Regions from separate parts of the Danio rerio genome. Here region 2 is linked to region 1. A link is a contact called in public Hi-C data. All regions are on one chromosome and are shown on one strand. Each heading gives the region's core, a stretch centred on a gene start, on an enhancer-like site or on the middle of the called end of the contact. The rest is flanking DNA. Distances are from core to core; before and after follow the strand shown. Region 1 holds the start of six3a (SIX homeobox 3a). Region 2 holds the start of ppm1ba (protein phosphatase, Mg2+/Mn2+ dependent, 1Ba).

Region 1 (6,496 bases), core at 918-3,417:
CCCGTGCCCTTTCCTTCTCAAACACTTGCAAGTCCCCGACTCACCACACAATGCACAAAATTACTCATGCATGTTAACCGCGTAGTTGCCAACATTTGGAGAGAGGATGGGAGGACACGTTTTAGTGTGATAAGAAGTGAGTGCAAGTTTGAATCGAGAGCTAAGAAATGGTTTACTTACCTTCTCATACGACCAAGCTTTTCTCAGTGATCTCTGGCATGCCGTAACAAAACGTATAGCTTTATTTGGGCTATATGACTCTCTCAGAGAGAATAATAGTCGAAATTACTTGTTAACTTTAAATCGTCTAATGTCAGATCAATTAGAAATAGCCTACTACAATTTTGACGAAAACAAATATACATATTCTATACGTTGAACTGCGAGATAATCCACTGGCTATTACTTTCTTATTGCGAAGTCTTTGTCAGTAAATAAACAAAGACGGAGCTAAACGTTCAGCGGTATTGAGGACCTCGCTCCCTGCTGATTTTGGCATAGAACAGAGCAGTGAAAGCTAGGGGATAAACAGACGATTAAACCAGGTGAATGAACTTATTTGGGGATGCTAATTACTTGCTTAAAGAACACAAAGGTTATGTTAAACAAAGTGATTTAACAAACTTTACACCATTTGCGCGAAGTTTTTGCAAAATATATTTGAACTGTGCCATGCAAATAGTAATAATAATAAAATAATAAATAAATAAAATAAAACTTTTAAGAACAAGTCCCACAATAAGCTATAGCAAGGTAAATAACTTGACCAACTTGTTAATTTTTAAAATATGGCCAATGATGAAGTAACAGGTTATTTCCTGTCCAAAAAGCTTTCCAAAGGGACCATTTCAAGTGCCACTTGGAATTACTTCACTTAAGTTTCCTGTGACAGAAGAACAAACAGATTTGATCCTGGAAACACAACGTGACCCAATACTTCTATAAAGACCTCTTCCCCGCCCCTTTCTGCCACACACACACGAGCTTGCAGTGCATGTGTAAATCTATGACAGTGTAATCAGAACAGGAATGTGAGTTCATAACAAAATATTTTTAAATAATCAGATGAACTCCTAGGTACCTATTTGAATTCAAGACCTGGAAGAGAAATTTAGGACTTTAACCAATCGTGGAAAATGCAGAAAATAATTTTAGCATTAAGATGAAGTAAGTCTCTCGCCTCTTATTGTTCTCACAATATGTTCTTGATCGAGTGAACGCGCACAAATTTAACAGCAACTAAGCACTATTTAAATATTATTCAGCACAAACTATTTGATACAAACCAGGAAGCCCATTCCAGCACGCTCCTGCAAGCCGAACCCCGTGACATATACTGTCCTTCATTCTTGTGAAACTTATTTCGAATTTTAACGACTTTTAAAGGAGTGCAAAAATTGATTTCGTATAACTCCTGTTGGCTAACTGACAAGAAATAAACATTAAATGCGAATCAATGATCACGTGCTTCCATAAACAAGTATGGGCTACGCGCCAGTGGTTTGCTCCGAGCAAAAAAGAAAAGCAAAGCGCAGCCACGGGAATGCGCGACGGTTGTCACTGTGAGAATAGCGGTCGGTCACATCGTCGAGACGCGTTTGTAATGCAAAACGTTCCGGGAGCTAGCCACAAATACGCGCATGCTTTTAAATACACAATTCAAACGCGTTTTGCGGCTGCTGTATTCATGAGATAAGCGACACGGCGTAACATCGTAGCATATCTTCTCTAGTGGTGCTAAAGAATGAAATAGCCTATCTGTGCACCTATAGTAGATTCCGTTTTAGCGCTTCATTTAAATTCCCGTGTCCGTGACAGTCATCCCGAGACCCCACCCCTGCCTTCTCTCCCTACATATCTTCTTAACTTTAACGAGCCTCGTTAAGATCACAATAATATTCCACCCACTAATTGCTCATTCCATTCAACAAATAGGCGAGAGTCTGCTTCGACTTCACACGAGTCAAGGGAGGGAGGGAGCTGTTGAGATTGGAGTTCCCGATAACCCCCCGTGCGTGCAGCCGAAGTGGTGAAAGCCTCTACGTACTGGCTAATGATTGGCACGCTTGACAGTGATTGGCAGGGCTGCCATGACAACCCTACAACGACACCGAGAAGACCAATAGAAAAGCGAAACAAAATATTTCAATGCTACACTCACGGTGGATTTAGGGGGAGATATTATGAGGCTGGTGTCATTAGGCGATAGCTATTGAATCATTCAATCTGAATTCGTCGTTCTTTTTTCCTTCGCAAATTTCACTCTCTCTCAGGTCATTTCCATGGTTTTCAGATCGCCTTTAGAGCTTTATCCCTCTCATTTCTTCCTGCCAAACTTTGCTGATCGCCCTTTGCTCTTGGCGAGCAGTGCGCCCAGCACCAGGTCTCCCGAAGACTTGTCAATGTTTCAGCTACCGACCCTAAACTTCTCTCCAGAGCAAGTGGCGAGCGTCTGCGAGACGCTGGAGGAGACCGGGGACATCGAGCGGCTGGGTCGCTTCCTATGGTCGCTTCCAGTGGCACCGGGTGCTTGCGAGGCGATCAACAAGCATGAATCCATCCTACGCGCCCGGGCTGTTGTCGCCTTTCACACCGGCAATTTTCGCGATCTCTACCACATTTTGGAGAACCACAAGTTTACCAAGGACTCGCATGGTAAACTACAAGCGATGTGGCTAGAGGCTCACTATCAGGAGGCCGAGAAACTACGCGGGCGTCCCCTAGGACCGGTTGATAAGTACAGGGTGCGAAAGAAGTTTCCCCTGCCTAGAACCATCTGGGACGGTGAGCAGAAGACGCATTGTTTCAAGGAGCGAACGCGGAGTCTGTTACGAGAGTGGTACCTTCAGGACCCCTACCCAAACCCCAGCAAGAAAAGGGAACTGGCTCAAGCCACTGGACTCACTCCTACACAGGTCGGAAATTGGTTTAAAAACAGGAGACAACGAGACAGGGCAGCGGCAGCAAAAAACAGGTCAGTCATGTTATGTATTGATACGGTTCTACAGAAATTGTGTGCTTCAACAGTGATATTAAATGTATACTTATTAATGATCTGTTGGGAAATACATAAACACAACGTAGGAAGTGATGCAGTTAAAACAAAATCAAATAGATTATAACGAATACAACAAATGAGGGAGCGAAAACGACGGCTTTTTAGTTGTGTAGGCTAAAATGTTTAGAAAGGCTTAACCAAACACTTTAAGCAAGATAGAACTATTTAATCGTTTTCCTTAAACTATAAATATAAGCTAATAAAAAATGTTTCCTCTGATTAAATTTTACATAATTAAAATAACACATAATCAAACGTGTTTATGCTTCTCAACACAGATATGCTGAGTTATAAAATAGCCTTTTATAGTCTTAGTCATGTGAAGGTTTCTATTTTAATTTACTAAGCTTTGGTCGTAAATTCACAATACATTTTTGCATAATACAAAAGAATAGATGTGGATAACTCCTAAATTTAGAAATATAAAAAAAATACTTATAGCATTTCTCTTTAAGATTTTAAAGATATTTTAATTTATTTATGAATAGATTTATATTTCTTATATTGTAACCAATTAATTCTAACAAGTAATTTATCACAAACATTCTTTTCAACAGATTTGCTACATGATAATGTAAATACAATTTTTTTTAAATATACATACACAGCATACTCTGATAAATAAATCACAATTATAAATAAAATTGTTTGTGGTACATTTTGCAAAGGACTATTATGTTCTATGACTGTTAAATCTGTAATCTTTTTATTTGTATTTTGATTTTAAATTGTATTGTGTGTGTGCGTATGTATGTATGTATGAATGTGTGTGTGTGTGTGTGTGTATATATATATATATATATATATATATATATATATATATATATATATATATATATATATATTACTGTGTATCTTGGGAACGAAAAAGCACATTTAACTATGGAACTGATTTATATCATTTAATATCATTGTATCATTTAATGCATAGATCTACAAAAAGCACTTGACTGGATAATTACACATCGCCAAAAAAACAAAAAACAAATGAACTATGAGATTTTTGTTCATGTATAACATAGCAAGACTAATCTTCATCTGACGTCAGCTGATTTGAACATGTAAACATACAAATCGGACTAATACTTAATTGTACCATTGCAAGTTAAAAAATAATCTAGCAAGTCAATCAAATCTCGACGACAGTCTATGAGCATGCTATTATTTTGGTATGTAGACTAATTCTTGTAGCGACCGTGCATTGTGTATAACCGCTTTCCAAAAATGTAGCTGTAGCATTTCCTTCAAGTAGTTTTAAATTAGCAAGTTGAACTGTCGCTTTATTTAAGATATCTCGTTTCTATTAAAAATGCTGTTTAACAGAGAAGGTGCATTTAGGTGGAGAAAATGGCCTAGGAATTTTTAATTTAAATAACATACCACTCTCTTATTTTTCTGCTATAGGCTCCAGCATCAAGCAATAGGGCAGAATGGCATGCGGTCCCTTTCAGAATCCGGCTGCACCCCACGGAGTTCGGCGGAGTCGCCATCAACTGCGGCTAGTCCAACAACCAGTGTCTCGAGTATGACAGAACGAGTCGACACGGGCACGTCAATTCTTTCAGTAACATCAAGTGACTCGGAATGCGACGTATGATACGCACACAGAGAAATATATAAAGGAGAATGGACCTGAAAAACTTTATTAATTATCGGGGAAGATGAAAAAGGACCAATTGATATTACTATTATAAAAAGAAAAGCATAAAAGCACGTCTTTTTTCAAGCGCTTTCAATGGACCCCACACCTTTCCCCCACCCCACCACTTGCATGATATATATATATCTAAATATATTTTTTCTCATTTTTGTATATGGGGAAATGCCCCACGTTATTATGTCTACCAGGACCACCGTGAAGAGGGAATTACCAGAAAGCGGTGTCCAACGCCTTTTTTTCTGTTTTAGTCCGAGTGACGACGAGCAGCCAGGATGCAATCCTTTTTTTCTTTTATGTTCATCAGACAATCATTTGAGTCGTAAGCACCTTTTTACTACACTTCTGTCACTGCCTGTGTGGGGTACTGGTCAAATGTGGAACTGAATCGTTATGACTGTATCAGATTTTTATTTTTATTTCGAGATTTTATATTGAATTATGTATATCTTAAATAATGCGATCATTCTCCCAGTCTGTAATATATGTGTAGAAATACGTCTGTAAATAATATTGCTATTCCCATTCTCTTTTCTATCCCTGTTCACTTTTCTTGGCTTGGTGTCCCTACATAAACTATTCGTCAAAACGTAACTATTAAGTGCTAGGCGTTTTGTTTCTCTGTTTTATGCCATGAAAAGAACGCTAGTGACTATGAAATATCAGTCGAGATTAATGCAAAAGAAAATATTGGATATCATCATCGACTGACCAAGTCTACTTCATGTTTCCAGTCCAGCGCTTATAATTCAATACTACTTTCTTGCGTGTTTCTGTTAATGTATACGTTTCTAAACTGAAAATACAGTATTCAATTTTGTTATAAAACTGTATTTTGTGTGTCATTTCCACAAGTCATTTTCTACAACAACATTCAAACTATCTTCTCGGAGTGCATAAAATGTTTATCAATCATGTAACAGAATTTTTACATATACACATTACAGAAACATTTTCAGAACAAACGACATAAATTTGTTAACAGTCAGGTGCAAATGTGCACAGTGCAAAAATTAAGTGAAGGCGCTATTAAATTGACTAGTCATGGGGAACTCCTCCCCTGGCCCAGTGTCCCATTGTAGTCAACGAAACGGCTATTCATTCAAAATTGAGCTAGGCAAGGAGAAAGCTCCCAGTGGGCGAGTATATATAATTTGCATGCACAAACAGAAAACCATAAAAGCACTTTAATTCAGAACTTCAGAAGTTTGCTCCAGAATATTTACATCGCGCTTTCACAAACATAAACCATTTGATGTAAAATGCAATGTATTACACTAATGACTAAAGTTATCATATAAACTACTTGCCAAGTTTGTAGACGAATTATTGCAACTGAGTCAAAATTGACTTTCACTGAACAGGAGTTAACAATTAATTATTTTGTTTAAGCTGTTTTTTTTACCGTAACAGTAAACTGATTTAACACCTTCCTCCGCCAGTTTATCTTTCCTTTTAAGGCAGATTAAATAGCAATTTTAGCTCTTTTTTTACCGGCAATAATAAGGCAGCGTTCATCATTTCACTCATGTTCATTATTAAAGTTGCATTAGGGCTATGTTATAGAAAGTCATTTACGCGACCACAAGGAAATGTTCATTGATAATGAGACTTGGTCACGCAAATTCTCTAAGAAGCTTCTTATTTATTGGTAGTTTATCGCAAGAGACTGCTTTTAACTCCAAGTTCATCTGCAACGGACAGACTCATGGGCAAATGGAGGTTTCAATCACTTCCAGCAGACCATTTTCATTTAATTTTTTCAGACAACATTCATTTGT
Region 2 (6,452 bases), core at 2,954-5,453, 470 kb before region 1:
TATGGAACAATAAGTCTGTAACATAAAAGAAAATGGACTGGCAGTTTAAGGTTTTCATACAATAATATAAAACACCAACTCAGACAATATATTACTTTAAATTATTCAAAATGTTAAAGCAATTAGTTTTTCTAACTTTTAAAACCAAGTGATAAGTTGCTGGAAAAACAATCAAGGTCGGATGCAATTCAAAAGCAAATAAGCAGGGAAAAACAAAATAGAAAAGAAAACGGTGGGTGGTCATTGTGGAGGAGGTGGGAAATTTCAGATTCTAGAGAATACCTTGATTGGACAGAAAATCTGATGAGAAGCTGAATTGCAATTTAATGTAATATAATAATAATAATATACAACAGCAACTCAGAAAAATAAGCAGAATAAAAAAAAATAAAAAGGAAAAATAAAAAAATGAAAACATAAATTACAAAATATAGAAAACAGATTTTTTTTTGTACAGTGTTTCCGCCTTGTTTCACTATAGTTCACCCCCATAAAAAATGAAAACTTATTTGTATTTTATTTATTCACTCTCAATTGGTTCTAATGCTTTATGAGTTTCTTTTTCTCTCTCTGACCACAAACGAAGATATTTGGAAACGACTAACCCCCTAGCTAGGAAAAAAAAACTATGCAAGTCAATGGTTACCAGCTTTCTTCAAAGTATCTTGTTCAACAGGGGAAACAGGTTTGAAACAAATATATGGTACTTTAAGTAAATGATGGCAACATTTTTATTTTTGTTATTTCTGAATTGTTAACTTCTGACCATTCCGCGAAAAGAAACACTCTGCAATCTCAATCACAATGCTTCATCAACACTTATAGATGCAGGTTTTGTACAGTTGGATGGTTTTGTTTTGCTGAGTGCAGTTGATGGGTTAAGCCCGTCTGACAACAGTGCCTATCCTTGTCACCCTATATTTAAACTCATGGCAGAATGATGAGATCATTTCTCTGAGTTCATCAGCTGCCTCTCAAATAATCTAATCAGTCTGCTTTGGTTCTGCAGTGATCTAATCAGTGATGTCATCAAAGAGGCAATAAGTATGTACACTGATGAGGTATTGCAGAACACACAAGATGTCTGTTTTATGACTTCAAAACACAGCGGAAGCTCAATTTGATGCAAAACACACAAAAACAGATCCAGCTTATGAAGTAAAGATCATTTTATTTACATTATGTATATTTGTTGTATATTATAGGCAAGGCAAGTTTATTTATAGCACATTTTATACAAAATGGTAATTCAAAGTGCTTTACATAAACAGGAATTAAAAAAACAAGAAAATAAAAACAACTAAGAAATAAAAATGATTATTTATTCATTTTCTTGTCGGCTTAGTCCCTTTATTAATCTGGGCTCGCCACAGCGGAATGAACCGCCAACTTATCCAGCAAGTTTTTACACAATGGATGCCCTTGTAGCCGCAACCCATCTCTGGGAAACATCCACACACACATTCATACACTACGGACAATTTAGCTTACCTAATTCATCTGTACCACATGTCTTTGGACTGTGGGGGAAACCGGAGCACCCGGAGGCAGGGAGAACATGCAAACTCCACACAGAAACGGCAACTGAGTCGAGGTTCGAACCAGTGACCCAGCGACCTTCTTGCTGTGAGGCGACAGCACTACCTACTGCGCACTTTATATGTAATATTAGTGCAATCTTTTGGACGTAGCAGAGTGCTTGTTCGAAACGGCACAATTAAACAGATGAGTTTTAATTCTTGATTTGAATGTGCCTAATGTTGGAGCACATCAAATCAGTTCTGAAAGCTATTTACAGCAGCGAGGGGCATAGTTTATATATCATAAAGGGCAAATGTTGATTTATGTAGGCTTTGACGGGGTGCATTAAATGTTGTAACATTTTAAACTCAACATTTAGAGTGAGTTTAGAGAGAATATCAACTGAAATAACACATATTTCATTAGAAAAGTGTAGAATAAAAATGGAAAATTGTTACTTCATTAATAAAGAAATTAGCATATAAATGCTAGCTATGTCTGCTGATATCATTTCTTGGTTGATTTATTAATTTGTTTTGATATAGCCAATCTATTCTTTATTTTTAGTAGTTTTGTAGAATAGTACAGATAAAATTTCATTCATTTTTCAAGGAATATATAAAAGGCTCTAACATGCAGGCTATCAGTTAACAAAGAAAAACATCTCCCAGGACTCTGAGGTAAAGAAAAATGCCAGATCTGAACGAATTTGTTATGGTGATTTTAATACTTTGTTTGTGGGTGTTAAGGAACTTGAAAAGACTAATTGTGGTCAGCCACCTTGGAATCCGGAGAATATTGCAGAAGGGAGACATTTTCCAGATTTCCAAGCAACCTTGAAAATTGAAGTGCAACATCAACAACCACTGCATAGTCAATAAATCTAGTCTGTTTGCTTGCTTTTCAATAAACATTATTTGTATTTTATTATTAAATTTTTTTACAGTTTGCAGATGATAACTGTTTGATAGATCTTGCTTATTCATTCATTTGGAATTTTGTGTCTATAAGTCATTTCTAAATTTGTCACAACCAACCAAAGTGTCGTCTAGATTACCGCTGAGAACCAGATTTTGTTACAAGTACTAATAATTAATGAGGATAGCTGTAAAGTAATAGACAAGTTCACAGCGAAGGCGCAAAGATTATCTAGAAAGATGTCACCAATCAAAACAGTTAAAGTTAAGTTTATATGAGTTTTAACATTCATAAAGTAAAACAGCATATTCATCTCTACAATTTTCATCTCTAGCCAATAAGTCTTTTAATGTCTTTATAGTATTTCAAGGAGGAATAACAGAGGAGTGATCATGTACAAATAAATATATAAGTCCTGCATATGGAATTAAAATAATAATAATAATAAATAAAAGGGACAGTGGGCGTCAAGGTGGCTCATTGGTTTGTAGGCTACTGTTGCCACACAGCAATTTGGCAAAAGTTGGCATTTCTGTTTAGACTTTTTCATGTTGTCCCCATGTTCATGTGGATTTCCTCCGGGTGCTCCCCAACACAATTAAAAGACATGTACTATAGGTGAATTGAATAAACTAAATTGACTGTAGTGTATGAGTGTGGAGACGCCGTGGCGCAGTAGGTAGTGCTGTCACCTCGCAGGTTGCTGGTTCAAGCCTCAGCTGGGTCAATTGGTGTTTCTGTGTAAAGTTTTCATGTTCTCTTTGTGTTCGTGTGGGTTTCCTCCAGGAAACAGTCTAAAGACATGCGGTACAGGTGAATTGGGTAAGCTAAATTGTCCGTAGTGTATGAGTGTGAATGAGTGTGTGAGTGTTTCCCAGAAATGGATTGCGGCTGGAAGGGCATCCGCTGTGTAAAAACGTGGTGGATAAGTTGGCGGTTCATTCCGCTGTGGCGATAAATAAAGGGACTAAGCCGACAAGAAAATGAATGAATGAATGAATGAATGAATGAATGAATGAATGAATGAATGAATGAATGATGTATGAGTGTATGTGTAAATGAGGTACTGAGTCCACTGAGTAAAATCATATGCTGGAATAGTTGGTGGTTCATTTCACCGTGGTGACCCTTAATAAATAAGGGACTAATCTGAAATAAAACTGATAAATGAACAAATAAAATCAATGAAAAGGGACAGTTCACACAAAAATGAAGATTTGCTGTTAATTTGTACCCTTCTTAAATTGGCTCTTAATTTACCTTTACAGAAAAACGAAAAGGTGGTTTGTTCCTCTGTGGCAACCCCTGATAAATCCTGCACTAAACCAAAGTAAAGTACAGATGTTTCAAGTGTATTGCGCATGCTCTCCTTGTTTCACATGCAATTTAAAAGTGATTGAACGTTTGGGAAAGCCATAGATTAAAGTAAACATGATTGTAGAACTTATTTTGGATGCAGAACTTATTTAGTTCTACATAATAGTTGTGCATATTTTTCCAAAAGAATGCTATACTGTAGGTGTAGTGTGCTTCTTTTCTCAAAGGTGTTGAGACTTTATTTGAGTGTTAAGTTGACCAAAACAAAAAAAAAACACAAAAAATTTATTTGAAAGAAACAGGTCTCAGACTATAGCTGTGAATAAAAACCAAATGAATAATATCTGATAAAAAAAAATTCTTGGCCTCATTCAGCACCCGCGCAGTTCTTGGCAAGATTCATGTTAAACACAGTCAATGGCCCCGCCCATCCCACAGAAGCCGAGCGCGCGGCCGTCAATGGCACTAGTCGTGCACGTCACCTGTCTCTACCATGTAGCTAGAAACGCTATCACAGCTCGAAATTCAACTCAGACGACCAACACGGTCGCATCTATTCTTCGATTTGTCAAAATGAAACTGTATGTCAAAGATGTTTGTTACAGCTCGTAATCCCAGCCGTGAGCCGCTGAATGCAAAAGTGACCGTGTGAATTGAAGCGCAGTAGCTAGCCAGCTAGCTGGGTTTACCTTTAGCTGAGCTAGTCGACACAAGCTAATATCACCGACCGTCAAAATATTTACGTTTAACCAGTGTCCTCTAAAGAAAAAAAAGACACATTGACGGCTGCTCGGAACGTGGCGTTTTTCCGGAGGATCAATTTCTACGTGGAAAGTAAGTTACATCACACTGTCAGACGTGACTAACATTAGCAAGCTAGCCGTTATCTACCGGACTGGACGTGTTTTGTAGCTGTAGCAAAGAGCAGTTAGTTAGCCTATATCGCTGTCTGCTCTAGGAAAACGACCTCTTCTAGTGTCGCAAAACAAAACGACTTCCCAGTCTAAGGTTTAGGGTATCGTTAGTGCTCAATATGAAGGTTAAAAATGGTGTCTGTTATGTCCCAGGTGCTGTGTGCCGTTGGGGGGTTTAAAACACAATCCGTTATTTCTGCAGTAAACACAGCAGCCTTACTGGGGTTTAGTTAATAAAGTCTTATGTGGGTTATATGTTTTAGAATCTAAAGAGAAAAACTAAATAGTACTGTAACGCTATGTTAATCAGTGCATAAAATGCGCTTTGGTATTGAGGTAAAGTTGGTTTATATTCGCACATTTGTTCATGTTAGTTAACTGTCTCTGTATTGTTTACCACGCTAATTTGAATATTCAATCAGAATTAGCATTTTGGTATGACTTCAAAACAACATCAACACTATCTAATTGACTGTAAATATGGTTGTACTTTGATAGTATTTGGCTGCTAATATGATTTCCCAATTTTGAATTTGCAAAGAATATGTTTCTGAAATTATATTTAAGAGAATTTCTGATTATCTGAATAATAACCAACTTTACTTCTATCGCTTTGGTTACGTTATTTGGGTTAGAAATAAATGTGTACCATTTTTCTTATTGTGCATTTTCACAGTGTAACTTACTATACCTGCATTAAATTCTCTAAACAAATGAATGACTTGGGCTAGGATATAATTCAAAACAATGTGAAATGTTTTGTTGTTGTTTTGTTTTAAATTTTAACAGCAATTTGATAGTAACTGTTGATGGGACTTTTGCAGCAAACTCTGGTGGGTAATTATAATTATCATTAAGATTTTTAATCTAGTGGCTATAAACAAAGTCCCTTAAATATATATTCTTTGTTATAAATGTTAAATGTAGTATTGTTTATCTTATCATTTTGTGGTATACTAACTACACAACATAAGTCATGAAGATATAGACAAACAATAATTACATAATAATTTTTGACATTATGTTTTTCAAAATTAAAATATAATGAGTAGCATGATTAAAAAAAAATCTAAATGCGTTCAGTTTCTCAATTAGTGAGATTGCAGAGACTTGAAATGCCATGTGTCATGTGTAGGCATGGGCCGGTAACTTATAGGATTCTGATGGTGTGATAACCTTGGATAAAAATACCACGGTTTCACGGTATTGTGATTGCTGCTCTAAAATATATTATTTTTAAATATCTGGTAAAAAATAAACACCCATTTCTCCATTGAACACAATATATTTTGTTTTACGTAACATTTTGGATATTTTGGAGCAGTAAACATTCATTCATTCATTCATTTATTTTCTTGTCGGCTTAGTCCCTTTAGTAATTCGGGGTCGCCACAGCGGAATAAACTGCTAACTTATCCAACGAGTTTTTACACAGCGGATGCCCTTCCAGCCGCAACCCATCTCTGCGAAACATCCACACACACACACACACACACACACACACACACACACACACACACACACACACACACTCACTCATACACTACGGAAATTTAGCCTACCCAGTTCACCTGTACCGCATGTCTTTCGACTGTGGGGGAAAAAGGAGCACCCGGAGGAAACCCACGCGAACGCAGGGAGAAATTGCAAACTCCACACAGAAACGCCAACTGAGCCGAGGATCGAACCAGCAAACCAGTGACCTTCTTTCTGTGAGGCGAACGGGCTAAATAATTCAAATGAATCACTGTCTTCTGTATTCATTAGTTTCAAAAAGGCATC

Evidence for each region. Hi-C and Micro-C count contacts between places; a contact is called where the count stands out from the background.
Region 2: a Hi-C map of hematopoietic stem cells shows a contact between it and region 1, with 2.4 times the contacts expected there. The contact joins the promoter of ppm1ba here to the promoter of six3a in region 1. A contact is called at or near these places in 3 of 18 Hi-C or Micro-C datasets (embryo and hematopoietic stem cells) and 1 of 4 datasets of contacts at active chromatin or transcription factors (embryo).

What each region holds. Positions count from the first base shown.
Region 1 is chr13:10,688,044-10,694,539 of GRCz12tu, reverse strand. six3a (SIX homeobox 3a) reads left to right here and starts at 2,167. Exons shown (of 2, transcript NM_131362.1): 1 at 2,167-2,974; 2 at 4,463-5,543. The coding sequence starts at 2,283. The coding sequence ends at 4,655.
Region 2 is chr13:11,160,867-11,167,318 of GRCz12tu, reverse strand. ppm1ba (protein phosphatase, Mg2+/Mn2+ dependent, 1Ba) reads left to right here and starts at 4,203. Exons shown (of 7, transcript NM_131398.2): 1 at 4,203-4,590.